3 separate regions of the Zea mays genome follow, and all the other regions are linked to region 3. The links are chromatin contacts, called in public Hi-C maps. All regions are on one chromosome and are shown on one strand. Each heading gives the region's core, a stretch centred on a gene start, on an enhancer-like site or on the middle of the called end of the contact. The rest is flanking DNA. Distances are from core to core; before and after follow the strand shown. Region 1 holds the start of LOC118472062. Region 2 has its middle 21 kb from the start of LOC100273707. Region 3 holds the start of LOC100383950 (Abscisic acid receptor PYL2).

Region 1 (4,896 bases), core at 386-2,885, 250 kb after region 3:
AACAGATCATTTTGTTGAGATACATGTGAAGAGAATTGAATGGGCCACATCCTTGTGCAACTGGAGCTTACCATGTGACATTTGCTTTTGTCCAAAGTCATCTGCAACACCATTTTTAACTCTACATAGATTTTTTTGTAGTTTTGTTTTGTGTAGCATAGCATTGATAAATGTTGCTAAATAAACGAGTTAATGGTTTCTCCACGTTGTTGATATTTGTTCGAATGAAACTAATGCTGAAGTATAATTTATGGTCAGGAATTCAATGGATGCATTGTGATGACGATAACTGTATTTTCTGCCATGTTGGGCTTTGTTTATTATGACTCACCGTTACTCATTACATCCATTTGATTGATCGATCTTTTTATTTATCATGAAATGAAGCACATAAGAAATCAGGTTGATTGTAGAAACAAATATTGTTCAGATTTTCATGCATAAAGCACACACGAAGCACAGCTCGTCAATGGAAAGTGGAGGCTTGTCACCCTAGTTTTCCCTTTGTTACAGATCAATATGTGTTGCAACTCTCTTGTTCTGGTGGGCATATGATTTAGTGCTGATGTTCAAATTGCTGGTGTTGCTAGTTCCTGGCATTACTCTAGCAAATGAACCATTTGAGGGCCTCTTTGCTATCATCTTGTTGCACGGCCTTGATACAATGATTGTCCGTTGGTTCATGTCTAATCCTACTGAATAGCTTTTGCTTGCTCTCATCCTCTTACTGTATGAAACTTTCTTTGCAAGGTCTTGAACACTTGTAGCATCAGATATAGACGTGAATGATTGGGCCTTCCCTTGGTAGTAATTGGACAGCCCTTTCCTGTGGAAATCGTGTTAATTGAACATGAGTTGGAATGCTTTGCATCTGAAGTGAAATTTATAGAAGTAATGTTGACTATCCATCTTTTATAATCATGACATTGTGTTATATATCCACTCAGTATTTTTTCCTTTCAGCAAATATACATATGAAGTTGAACTCTGCTGCATGCTTATCATAGATCTTGTGCAAAAGGGAACCTCTACTAGTTATCACAGAGCAGTATCAAGTTTTGTTGAGCTGAAAGTGAATTTGCAAGCTTTTTATAACAAATAACAGATCATTCCATTGTATGGTAGGGACAGAAGCTTGCTGGTTTAATAGAAGATAATAGTGCAAAGAAATCGCAAAACTTATTGAAGCATTTGTAATTTTGAGGCTATATCTTTTTCTACCTTCATCATGAATGTAAAAGTTACAAAACTACATTGTGAAGCCACATTGTGATTTATTTGTAGAAATTGGACAGCTTTTATGACTTTTCTTCAAGGTAAATGATTATAAACATGCACCTGATTGGAAGCTCATCTAGCAGCGAGGATAACTCATACAGGGGACCCTCGGCGTCCAGATGCAACGTGCTCGAAGATGCTGAGGATGGCTCAGAGCGATGGCCAGGTGGGGAAGAAGTTGCATCATCAGACACGTTGGAAGCTGATGAGCACAAGGACCCACTGGACGCGCCCGAGAAGGAATTGTAAGACTCGGAGCTTTCGTCACCTGGTTTATTGCAAATCTCCTTGTGACACGAGGGTACTCCATGAGGTGCTAAGTTGTAAGGCTCTGCCATTCAATGTTTTGACATCAAAGGGACGCAGCTTATGTGGATATATATAGGAGAAAAAGGGAGAGCTATCCAAGTGGTTGGATAAGCGTCTTGTTTAGTCGGAGAAATTTTGTGAACTCACGGCCGGAGAGCGAGTGATAGTTGCCCTTACTCCATGTGATCTTGATAGATTAGTACATTAATATTTCTTCATTTCTTGTGCTATTTTATTACTTATGAACTCCGTCTCTTCGTTGTTGACATGAAGCAAGAAATGGACATCTGTCACTTATTTGGATAAATCAATGATAACTTAGCTGATGGGGAGCATGCGGAACAACGCCCTTCGGGCTGAGACAGACAAGCATGTTACCTCCGGCCAAGAAAAAGAGAGTTATCCCAGCGGATTAGGAAGGATAAGGTAGATTATGGCGGCAAGAAGGTGCTTTCTGTTAGCCTGGGGCTCATGCCTAGGGTGTTAATAATGTTAAATAAGAGTGAGATTAGTTTCTTTATTGTGGTGTGGTAGACTTGTGGAGCCAATCGGCTGGATCTCAGTCAGGTCGTCGTCAACACTCCCTTATCATGCACACACATGAATCTTTTTAACTAGGCAACGACTGCTATACAAACAGTCTAAGCGTACAAGCAAATATCTGATTTATTATATCGTGATCCAACCGTAGATCATATTTAACACTTAAACCCTTTCACCACCAGCTCAATAATTTTTATAAAAAACCTCTAACAAATCATGGTTGTATTTATGGTTGGATCGTAATCTAATGGATCAGATAGTTTACTTGCACGTTTGAAAAAAAGACTGCTTGTATAGCAGTCATTGCCTATGCTTGTCGATCATCGAATCAGCTACGTCTACCGACCGTACTGTCGATTTCATTATCTACCATCGTCAAACATAGTGTTTCAGGGTACAACATTTACCGTTTGTCTATAGTAGTTTCAACGTCGTTACATCAACTTTTTTTTACAGACTTTAGCACAACGCTTTATTAAAATAAAAAAATCATATGAGTCCATAATTAAACAAATAAAACAAACAATTTATAAAAACATAAATGAAAATTACATAATTTCCGAAGCTAAGAAAATTACATAATTTATAAAAAGAAAAAAAATACTATAATTTACGGAAACAATTGCCAGTTGCGTACGTGTGTTACGCGTAAAGGGTGATGCATCTGTATGCATAGTGCTTTTGGAGCCAAGCACTGAACGCTACCGTGTAAAGAGTGATTCTCACGTTACGGTTAAGCCACGTAGAATTTCTAAAATATATAACTGCATATGATTTGCCAGGCATAAAGCAGTAGACTTTTTCTGCAGAAAACACTAGCCACAGCAACGCATCTCCAATACTACCTGAATACCTGAATGAAGAGATACCCTCACTGTACTTGCAACGTTACGTGCAAGCTTGCAACGACGGAGGCGCACAGGCATGGACACCTCAGCAACTCGCACAAGGTGAAGGTAGGAAGAGAATGCCTTTTGTCGCCTTGTTCCGGCCTTCCCTGCAGCTCCAGAGCACTGGTTGTCAGAGCCTAACTAGGCCCACCGAGGGGCTACGGTAGCAGCAGTCATAGGCTCTTCAAGGAAGATTAGATAATGATAGTTAGAGATAAGATTAGAAAATTAGTTGAGACTATTTAAGAGATTAGTTAAAATTATTTAGGAAAGTTATCAGTTAGTAATTTGTTGAGAGTTTTAAGAAGATAAGGATCTCTAGCTAGATAGGGGTAGTCAGCCGACCTATTTATGTAATCAATGGATGAGATATAAATCAGTTAAGAATTAGAAGGGAGAAACACTCTTTTTGCTCGGCCGTGGGTACAGGCCTCCGGCCGACGTTCCTGCCCATCGATATCCCTCTCCAATCCGTCACCGATCTAGCGACCATAACAGTGGTATTGCTTATAATTCAGAATTTCGACACTGGTTTTCACTGTGCTTAATGGTCAATGGACCTCTAAAATCGACCTTGGTTGCTCGACCATTCCTCTCATCCATTTTTTGAGAGAACTTCTCAACAGAAAGAACTTTAACTAAATATTCTAAAATATTCCGCTGTTGCAACAGTAAAACCTCAAAAAATCTAGATTATAGGACAACCTACTACAGCCCCTCTGTTATTTTCTATTTGTCGTGTTTTAGTTCAAAACTAAACTAACAAATGACAAATATTCGAGAACGGATGTAGTAGTATATTTGAGACCCTTAAAAGGGTGTTCTATAATTTTTTGACCAAATTTTATAAGATAAGTATTGTTGGAGTAGTTTTTCATGGGTAGAACCATATATTTTAATTTGAGCCAAAGGTTTAAGATATTGTTGGAGTTACTCTAAGGCCCACCAAACATAAATGGCGTAGAATGGATCCATCATTCAGCTAGCATCAGTGTACGTTACATCCATGCTATTCGCATCATATTATTGTATATTTCGGAAACATGTTTATACATCGAGTAAAACTGATTTAGAAATTTTCTAGATATTTCTCTGCTTTTTTCTAGAGCTTGTTTTGAAAACCGTCTTCCAAACCACTTCAAACTGCTTCATATTGGAAGGCTGGACGTCAGGTGGAGAAAGTCGCGGATGAGCCGCTTGGCCTCGGCCAACCTACGTTCAGTTATAGATGTTCAAATGGACGGGCCGTGCTGGCCCGAGCACGGCTAGACCCGACATGGATTAGGACCGTACCGGTCCGGTCCGGATTAGCTAGCGGGCCGTGCTGTGCCGACCCACGGGTCCCAAACGAGGCCCAAACACGACCCGCTAGATTAATAATTGTGCCGGGCCGGTCCACGGCCCGACGGGCCTAACGGGCCCATAACAATATATAACGTTTAAATTATACAAATATCCTAAAAGTATGTATTTTTTAGGGTTTAAATCATATTTATTAGCTCTAAACATTTATTTACACCTACATAACCAACAAAAACACATGTTTCTTGTGTTTTATACTCTATATTCAAGTATAATATATGTATTTATATGAAAAATAGAAAAAAATAAAATCGGGTCGTGCCAGGCCTAGCCCGTCGTGCCACACCTTTGGCCCAGGCATGGCCCGGTTCACTACGTGTCGTGCCGGATTCGTGCCGGACCAAATCCGTGCCGGGTGTCGGGCCGCCCGGCAAGCCCGGTCCGTTTGGATATCTATACGTTCAGTCAGAAGGTGAACCATGGTCTCTAGCTGAAAAGAGAACTCCGAGCTGCATATTTTAGGGGTGTTTGATTTAAGCAATCAATTCATTCAAAACGAGGTGACGTATCATTA
Region 2 (4,791 bases), core at 1,672-4,171, 160 kb before region 3:
TATCAACAACTGCAGCAACAAACCTACGTAGGCTCCCAAGTGCAGTACTTTCGGCAATGCGAACGTACTCATCTGTTAAATCAGCTGGAACCCCATAAGTGAGCATACGAAATGCAGCAGTGACTTTCTGGAAGCAACTCAATCCAAGTACATTGGCCGCATTCCTTTTTTGCACAAAGTAATCATCGTGTGCTTCAACAACATTCATTATGCGTAGGAAAAGGTCTCTCTTCATCCTATATCTAAACCAAAAAAATAATAACCTTCAACACATATAATACATATAGTAAGGAGCTAATCAAAGGTTAATAAACACCAACCTTCGACGAAATAAATGTGGACCGTATGTCGGATTGGCCGCCAAATAATCTTGAAACATCCTTTGATGCCCGTCTTGTCGATCTCGATAAATAACAACATGTCCAGGAACAGAACCACCAGGTTTGCACAATTCCAGTAGCTGCGATGATGAAATAATCATCGTCATTGCAAGATGAATCGTCGTCCAGTTCCATTTGCAAAAGTGATTTGAAACCAATCATGATGTCGATTCCTAGGAATGAAAATTGTGCAAGATCAGACAATTTATCCCGGCCATCAGCAACAGATTGATGAACGCAACAATTACAGGAAGCAAAAAAACAGTCTGGCGCCGACAGATTTGCAAAAGTGATTTGAAACCAATTACAGATTGATGCTCGTAGCGCCAGCGCCCACTGCTCCTTCTAGGAACGGTGACTGCCGGCGGCAATCGCGCCCAATCGCGGCGGTGGACATTGGCGCGAGCGCGACGGCTACAGTCGTGGCAAAAACAGTCTGGCGCGAGGATAGGCAGAGGATCGCGGAAAGATAGGAGCGTGGGCCTATTTTAGTTTTGCCAAGTCAAATTATAAGAAACTGTTGGAGGTGGGTATTTTTTTTCTTTTACCATAACATTCCGGGAGTTGCTAAAATCCAAAATTTGCCAAACAAATTATCCCAAACTGTTAGAGTTGCTCTTAGCCCATAACCGTAGTCCCTAGTCATTGGAAGAGGTCGCTATGGGAAGGGATGAATCTAGCGGTCCACGACGTCGTAGTCATTGTATGATGGCTGTGGCTTTGGGAACACAGTGGCCAAAACTTTCCCTCACTAACCACGCTAGAGTAGATCGAGTCTCATTAGGTCTGTACTCTTCACAGGGTAAAGAGCTACCAATGAATCTTGTTTCGTGAGCATGGTGCTCGAAAATTTCAATCAACTTTTGAATAACATGAATATCATTTTGCATTCTCGGTTTTTCATGTTTCGAGTGACTTGCAATTCAAATCTGAATTATTTGAGAAAATTCAATTAAACGGACAAAATCTAATAGTTATAGCAAACATTTTTATAATTATGCCAAAATCGAACATGTAGATCTATATAGTGTAGAAACAAACCACAAAAAATTTGTTTGAAAAAAATATACTTTGTCGTATGTCAAAGAAGACACTCGCAAAATGATGGTTTGCTGACACTCAACAAAATAGCTTCTTTGCCGAGTGATAACGTCTGACGCTCGGCAAAGTTAACGGTTGTTAGCTATAGACGGTTGATGACAGCTATTTGTCAAGCGTCGTCGTTCGCCGAGGGTTTGACACTCGGCAAAGACAGACACTCAGTAAATGTGGTCGTCGTTGCTGAGTGTCTGTCTTTGCCGAGTGTCTTATGCTCGGTAAATGTGGTCGTTGCCAAGAGTGTTATTTCGTCGAGTGTCCGACAAAATGCACTCGGCAAAACGTCGAGCACTCAGTAAAGAGCCGGATTTCCGGTAGTGACGCGTATTGGTCTTATTTCCTTTTTTGTTTTACACGGTGCAAAAAAATAAGAGCCACAACCAAGATGATTGTTGCATTCTTGATTAAGACACGAGAAGTTCAGTTTGGTGATTCGGATGAGATCAATCTAACCGTGTTCGTTCTTGGCTGTTGTGGTGCCAAATGATCCAAAGCGTCAGCCATAAACCAAGTTTGTCCATGCTGTGGGCATTGTATTGCGTCCCGGCGATGAGCTGACAGTTCATGGCAGAGGCTGCAGGGCATGGCGGCAGTGTCCGTGCATGCGTGCATGCGTCCAAACCTCAGGTACTGCAGGGGCGGTGATGGTGATGACTGATGAGGGGGACGGCGAGGCGGACGTCAGTTGTTTCGAGATGGACACATCGTCGCACACAGAAGAGTGCCTAGGCTGGCCTCTTGCGAACCACACAGTACCCCAATGGTAATGGTATGTACAACAATGGAACTGGAAATTGGAACGTCGTCATCTCACCTGCCCCTTCTGCTTGTCCTATCCCATATATAACATCTGCTAACAAAATGCGACAAGAGATGCCATTGCAAACCCTCTCATGAGTCATGACACTACAAGTATTTGAGTAGTTGGTCTATTCTACAGGCTGCTGGTAGTATGCATGGTATAAAACGACTGCAACTGCAAGCCATAGCCAGGGATGTTGACTACACGCTTGCATGCATCAGCATCACACACTCGGGATACAGAACCATGCAGCGCAGCTTGCAGTTGCAGCAGAGAAAAGAGGGGCTGAGGCCTCTTCCCTTTTGAGCTGGGACAGGCAGGCCACAGCCCACAGGGGCGTCTGAATCGATTTCAGACGGCACAATCCCATGCCAGGTCTGGTTTTTAGCTGTTGCTGCTGGCTGCTGCTAGCTTAGCTAGCGGCTGAGACAGACAGGAGCACACTGCATACCTGACCTCGCCTCGCTCGTCACGTAGCTGTTGCAAGCAAATATACTCCTCCTTGTCAGTGACGCAGACGACGCAGAGACTTGTCCCGTGTGTACACACAGCACGCACACTGTTGCGCTGCTGTGCAGTGCTTCAGCACTTTGACTCTCGCTTCGACTCGTCACGTCAGGGGGACGGACGGGTCACGGCGGGAAACCCGTTGCGCCGCCTGCCCCCCCGTTCTGCGGGCCGAATCTATACCCATCTGGCCCAAGCCCATACGTGTCGGCACAGCCCGCCTCCGACCTTATGTTATGAACATATATATATATATATATATATATATATATATATATATATATATATATATATATATATATATATATATATATATATATATATATATATATATATATATATATATATATATATATATATATATATATATATATATATATATATATATATATATATATATATATATATATATATATACACACACACACACGTCCAGGTACCAGCAGTTGATCAGAATTTTCTCAAAAGAAAATAAAAAAAGGCAAGCCAGCAGTTGATCAGACACTGTGAATCTGCTTCGAACAGTGCAACAACTTTTGTAGGAAGCTGGAAACGTATAAACTTCCGACAACAATATTTTCTGAATTAGATCCATCTTAAGTTAACTTTTTTGTTTCCAGGGTTATCTTATGTTTAACGAGATTTGTAAAGGCAATTATAATGATACCAAACCAAATAAATGAATTATAAAAAAATCAACCATGTTTATGATTCTAATTTGACATAATAAATAATCACGCTCTTTTATGGATTTATTCGACCTTATAAGTTTGGTTTAAGATGATTTTAAGAATTAGTTTGTATAACAACGAAATGAATATATAGTACTTTGCCTTAAAAAAAGAGCATAGTATTGTTTCCGTTGAATATGCTGTTACGGTGGAGGAGGGCATGGGTATCTGTCGTTGTTGTTTTTTGTCGACAATTCAGGTTAAAGATATTGACGCAGGAGACAAACTTCTAGGCCCACTATATAGAGACCATTGTCCACCGGACCAGGGCCCAGGGCCTGGAAACTACTCTAGCCCATGTCAGCATTCTGGGTATGATTGCCCGAGACGCTACAGTAAAACTAGCCCTACACGAAGAGGGCAGGCTACGGGTCTTGCCTTCGAGGCGGGTCGGGTCGACAAGACTCCTCTAAAGAGATAACGAGAGTACATGGCCAAGAACTCTGCAACGCAAAAGGGCCCCTGCCACGTAAGCTTGCATGAGGCTTCCTTCTGCAACAACCCTCACTATCCTGTTGGCGGGGTCTGGTTGCACCATGGGCCTAGCCTGCCCCTACCTTTGGTGTGGTTCGATGCTACCACTTGTTTCGAGGTTCCCGCTGGAGGCCCTGGAAACCATTAGGAGGGATACAGACCCCGGGGTCTTCTTCGCCCGACGGTTACATATGTTCCCGAGGCCCCACTACTGGCCTCAGACCGCCTTGGATGGTCTTCGGATCTCCAGGTGGACTCCTTCAGGCAACCGCTCCACCGACCACCGAGCAGGCATGGGGGCCTAGTGCACCTTAGCTCCGAGAGGCCCCACCCTACCGGTGTCCCAACACACCAGTGTCCTAGATGCCCTGCGATGACCCTGATCAATGGGTGGGGCTTCGGGAGTGCCACGTGGCCAGCCACCCACACCTTGATCGGTCAAGGAGTTGGTGGAGTCAAGAGACATGTCAAAAGCAAAAACAAGTTCCTAGAGCAAACAAGAAACAAGAAAAATACATGAGCAAAATTCAAGGTAAGACAATTATGGCTCATGATAAATGCTCTAACAATGACCCAGTGTGCTTCAACAAATAAAAATCAAAGAGAAGCAATAAGAAAAAGAAGGGCATTAGATTGGATCATGCCCCCACCACTACAGGAAAACCAGGAAAAAACGTCGAGGCTGGGAACCGACATTCTTAGATTAAGAACATCGGCTTGCCGATGTACAATATTTGATGTCCTTAAACAACTAAGAATGTCGGGGCCAACGTTCTTAAGTCAATAACGTCGACAAGGC
Region 3 (4,250 bases), core at 1,584-4,083:
TAGTCGTTGTTTCACGAGCTTTGGATCCAGGATTGAACCATAAAGAGCAGTGGCTTCCCTAAGGATGCCCCTCATGTCAGAAGGTTTCCATGTGAAGGTGTCCTTCTCCATGCTAAGGGAGTCGACGAGCTCGCCCCTCCTATTCAGGAGAGGGCATGGATCCGATGTGCGCCATCTGCCCGTTGGGTTGCCCGGGGTCCATTGGCACTCCCTTTACGTCGTCCGCTGACTTGAGGATCGTGCTCATCCTCTTTGCATCGGGGCCTACTCGTCGATGGTTTGGAGTACCTCCCATAGTTCCTTGGCAATGGCAGCTCCCTCGGCCAAGTCGCAGCATTCGACCTCGCACTCGTACGCATGCTATGTCGTGGTGCCCATGGTGATGGTTCCTACTGAGCCCAGCATCTTGAGCTTTAGGTAGGTATAGTTGGAGACGACCATGAACCTTGTGTAGCACGACCTTCCGAGGATGGCATGATAGGTCCCCTATAAACCGACTACCTCGAATGTTAGAGTCTCAGTCCTGAATTTGGTTGGCGTCCCGAAGGTTACTGGCAGGTTGATCTGTTCGAGAGGGGTCACTCGCCCTCCGGGCATGACGCCATGAAATGGCCCCGCATCGGCCAGAAGCGGTCTCGGCCGAGACCCATGGTGTTATACACGGCTAAGTAGAGGATGTTGAGTATGCTGCCTCCATCCATGATGTAACACCCCGTCCACTTCTGAACCGGTGGTACTTACTCCTGGCAGCTCTCTTGGATCATATATTGTTCCCATAGACCCAACACATGTCTTTGTGCACACTTTGTCCTCAATCATGCGCAACCGAGAAAACTTCCCGGTCGATCACCCATCCAAATTGCTCTAAGCCAAACACGCTTAACTTGGAGATTTATTCGATATAGTCTTCCGAAAAAGAATATGCACCTTGTTTATATGAGTACTCTATTAATTCTATTAAGCCTGGTACCAGGATATCACCATCTCCTAGGGTCAGGATATCACACATAAGCACCTTGGATAATCGTGGGGTCGACGATAATCGTTGGGTCGCCTGGGGTCCATTGCAACACCAAGTCATGTGCTTGTTTGGTTCAACTTTTTCGATAAGCTTTTCTGAGAATCTGGATGTGGTAAGAATCTGGTCGTGAAGAAAATCTAAGTATCGTGAAGATTACATGTAGAGAAAGATAAAAGAGTCCATACGATTTATGATATAGAAAGTGACGGCTTTCTACTATCGTAATAACTCGGTCGATTCTATATTCACATTGATTTTGGACAGTTTTGACTAAAATAAATATTATAGAAGCTGGTCGAAAAATTGAGTGTTTGACAGTTTGTAACAACTTGTGCCCAGAGAAGTTGAAACAACACATGCCGTGAGCGCCAGCGTGACGTGTGCCGGCCTGGCCATTTGTACCCGTAGCAATTTTTCTTGGATACTTGACATGAGAAAAAAAAAGGGTAAAGTCTCAGCTGAAGCACATGAACACGCTCTGTGTGCGTGCGCGCGCGCCATCTATTTTGCCTTTTTCTTTTTCCTCAAAGAAACCTGATCGAAGAAGAGTATAGTAGTACAAAAGAACCGAACAAAGAAATAGATGTCATAAAAGTATGGGTACCAACTACCGGGACTTGATTGACAAAACACAAAATAGACTGGCGCGCGCGGTATTATGACACTGCAGGGATAAGGATAACAGCAGAGACGACGTACGTGTATATTTATTTACAAAGAAGAAGAAAACCAGGATATATATAAAATAACACCAACTTGCAACCCCTTTCGATGTCACCGACGCAGCAGATTTGCAATACCGAAAGGCTGAATTAGTTACGATGAAATAAAAGGAAAAGGTCGTTTATAGCAAACTGTTGGACAACATTTTTTTTCTCTCTCTCTAGCTAGCTAGCTAGCTTCTTGTTCGTTCCAAAGAGCTAGAAACGATGGACGGATGGAGAGATGAAAAAGCAAGCAAGAAGCATCGTCACCATTGCAGGCAATTTGCAGTAGCAACGGAACGAACAGGGCATGCCTTGGACGCAATGGATTAGCGCGCGCTAGCTAGTGACGATGATCCGTGGCACCACCGGCACCGGAGGGGGAGGAGGAGGAATTAATTGGCCGATGAAGAGGTGGCGATGGCGGCGAGCTTCTGGAGGTTGAGCTTGACGACGGTGTCGGTGAACATGCGCGTGTCCTCCTCGGTGTTGCCGTCGGGGACGTCGACGACGTAGGACTCGAGGACGACGCAGTAGGGGCCCGGCTGGAACTCGGTGACGGAGGTGACGGAGCGGTAGTTGCGGAGGCGGTGGTCGCCGCCGACGACGCGGAAGCTGAGGATGTGGCGGTGGTCGTCGAGGATCTCGAGGCGCTCGGTGCTGGTGGAGGCCGGGAGGCCCGAGACGACGGTGACCTCGCGGACGCTGCCCACGGTGGCGCCGTCGCCGGCCTTGAGGTCGCACGACTTGATGAAGTGCTTGTACCGCTGCGGGCTGCCGAAGCCGCGCACGATGGGCCACACGGCGGCCAGCGGCGCGTCCACGCGCTGCGTCACCAGCGACGTGCACGTCCCCGGCGCGCGCCCCGGGAACGTGTGGTGCGCGCGCACCACGCCCTCCAGCTCCCGCTGCTCCGCCTCCGACAGGCCCTGCCGCAGCGCGCTCTCCATGTGAGGCTCCATGCCGACCTGCCCGGCCGCCTGCTAGTGCTAGCTTAGCTGCTGTTGCGCGCTCTCAGGACTCAGTGGCTGCTGCGCTTGTATTATAGTAGGGTCAGGGTCAGGGTCAGGGTCAGGTCATCAAATGGAGCAGGGGCAGTATGGTATTGGTACCCCAGCCAGCAGGATTGATTGATTGTACGCTGGGAGGTGTCTCACCTTTTTATGGCTGCCTTCTTCAGTTGTTGGTGCCTTTGTTTGGGTTTTAATTTGGTCCGTTCACCCGGGCCGGAGAGGGACCATTTTTGCTCAGGTCATGGTCATGGGGGAGCTGAGCTCTTCTCTTTCGTTGAGCCACTCGAGGCAAGAAGCTAGCTAGTGGGTCCGATGTCAATCTAGCTAGCTCTGAAGGGTCAACTTGGGTTTATTTCAGTCGGGCTCCTTTTCTAGCGGAGCTGAATCTCTTCTATCTACATATAATATTCAGCAAAAAAAACAGTTTCATTAACGGTATTGTAATAATTTATTAAATTAAACTTGTGAGAAAGCTACGAGAAACAATAAGTTCTCGCAATTTTGGCTTGTCAACGTGAAAAGTGGTTTTGGATTCCTTGCAAGCGCTGTTTAGATTGGATCCTAGGAAAATTGTCTAGTCTCCAAAAGTGTGACTTTTGTTTAGATTGGATCCCAAGAAAACTGTTTGGAGTCGTGCATACATTTTTTTTTGACCTGGTGTAGGATGGCGCTTGTCTGGACTATAGCCTATGATCTCTTTGTACAGCATTGTGCGACGAATTAGTTCATTTATGTAAGGACCAAAATCTGTATATATTTTTTTATAATAATAAAATAAATATATGAAGAGATAAAATAGTAAATTCAGATATCCCCAATTATACTTGAGTATTAAAAATTGAGGACTGAATTGTAAAAACCAAGAATTATTTTAGAAAAAGTAATAGTAAAGTTTCTATTCAACTAAATAATTATGCATATCATTAAATTAAAGGATGCACCATAAGCCTTTATTTACATGAACATTTAAGTTTGAAGTAACATTTACTCCTTCCATAAATAAATGATAAGGAAAAGAATGGAAAAATAATATTGTAAACAGTACATTTTATATTAGTAATTATTTTGACACTTGAAAAGTTGAAGTTCAAAACATGAGTTGGAATTTGAATTGAATTTGAAGTGAGAACCTTGAATTAGAAAAGGAAATATTAGAATTTGAGAAAAGAGAAGAAAACACTATATGGTATAAATAAAATAAACATATAAATAAATATAATTCATCCATACTGAGATTAGAATTTATACAATTAACCTAGGTATGAACCTTACAACAAAATTTGAAGTGGAATTTGAAATCTAAAATGAGAAAAGAAAAGAAAGGAAAATAAAAAGAAAAAAAACCTAACTGGGCCCAGACTTCACATTTGGCCCACTAACTCCCTCCTTTGTGCGGCCCAGCGTGGCTACTGCGCCATCCGGTGGGCCCGGCGTGTCAAGCTCACATCCGCGGGTGCGTGATATTTTCCCTTCTCGATGACGTGTGGGGCCACCCTGTCAAGCGCTCATCTG

What was found. A called contact is a pair of places that touch in the nucleus more often than the background predicts.
Region 1: a contact with region 3 is called in a Hi-C map of leaf, with 4 times the contacts expected there. The contact joins the promoter of LOC118472062 here to the promoter of LOC100383950 in region 3. A contact is called at or near these places in 5 of 25 Hi-C or Micro-C datasets (ear, leaf, tassel and 1 more).
Region 2: a Hi-C map of tassel shows a contact between it and region 3, with 2.3 times the contacts expected there. The contact joins the enhancer-like site here to the promoter of LOC100383950 in region 3. A contact is called at or near these places in 4 of 25 Hi-C or Micro-C datasets (ear, leaf, root tip and 1 more).

Annotation. Positions count from the first base shown.
Region 1 is chr5:155,140,381-155,145,276 of Zm-B73-REFERENCE-NAM-5.0, reverse strand. It overlaps LOC118472062, which reads right to left and starts at 1,635. Exons shown (of 2, transcript XM_035959151.1): 1 at 1,339-1,635; 2 at 390-826. The coding sequence starts at 1,616. The coding sequence ends at 508. It overlaps LOC103627072 (haloacid dehalogenase-like hydrolase family protein), which reads left to right. Exons shown (of 13, transcript XM_035959150.1): 13 at 1,362-1,888.
Region 2 is chr5:155,550,686-155,555,476 of Zm-B73-REFERENCE-NAM-5.0, reverse strand. No RefSeq gene overlaps it. Among protein-coding and RNA genes, the nearest start is that of LOC100273707, 21 kb to the left of the region's middle. Within about 2 kb of position 2,921, at least 17 of the 20 cell types and tissues checked have an H3K27ac peak or open chromatin away from gene starts, as enhancers often do. A contact at or near this core is called in ear, leaf and tassel, where this site is marked.
Region 3 is chr5:155,387,886-155,392,135 of Zm-B73-REFERENCE-NAM-5.0, reverse strand. LOC100383950 (Abscisic acid receptor PYL2) reads right to left here and starts at 2,833. Exons shown (of 1, transcript NM_001176567.2): 1 at 1,743-2,833. The coding sequence starts at 2,687. The coding sequence ends at 2,121.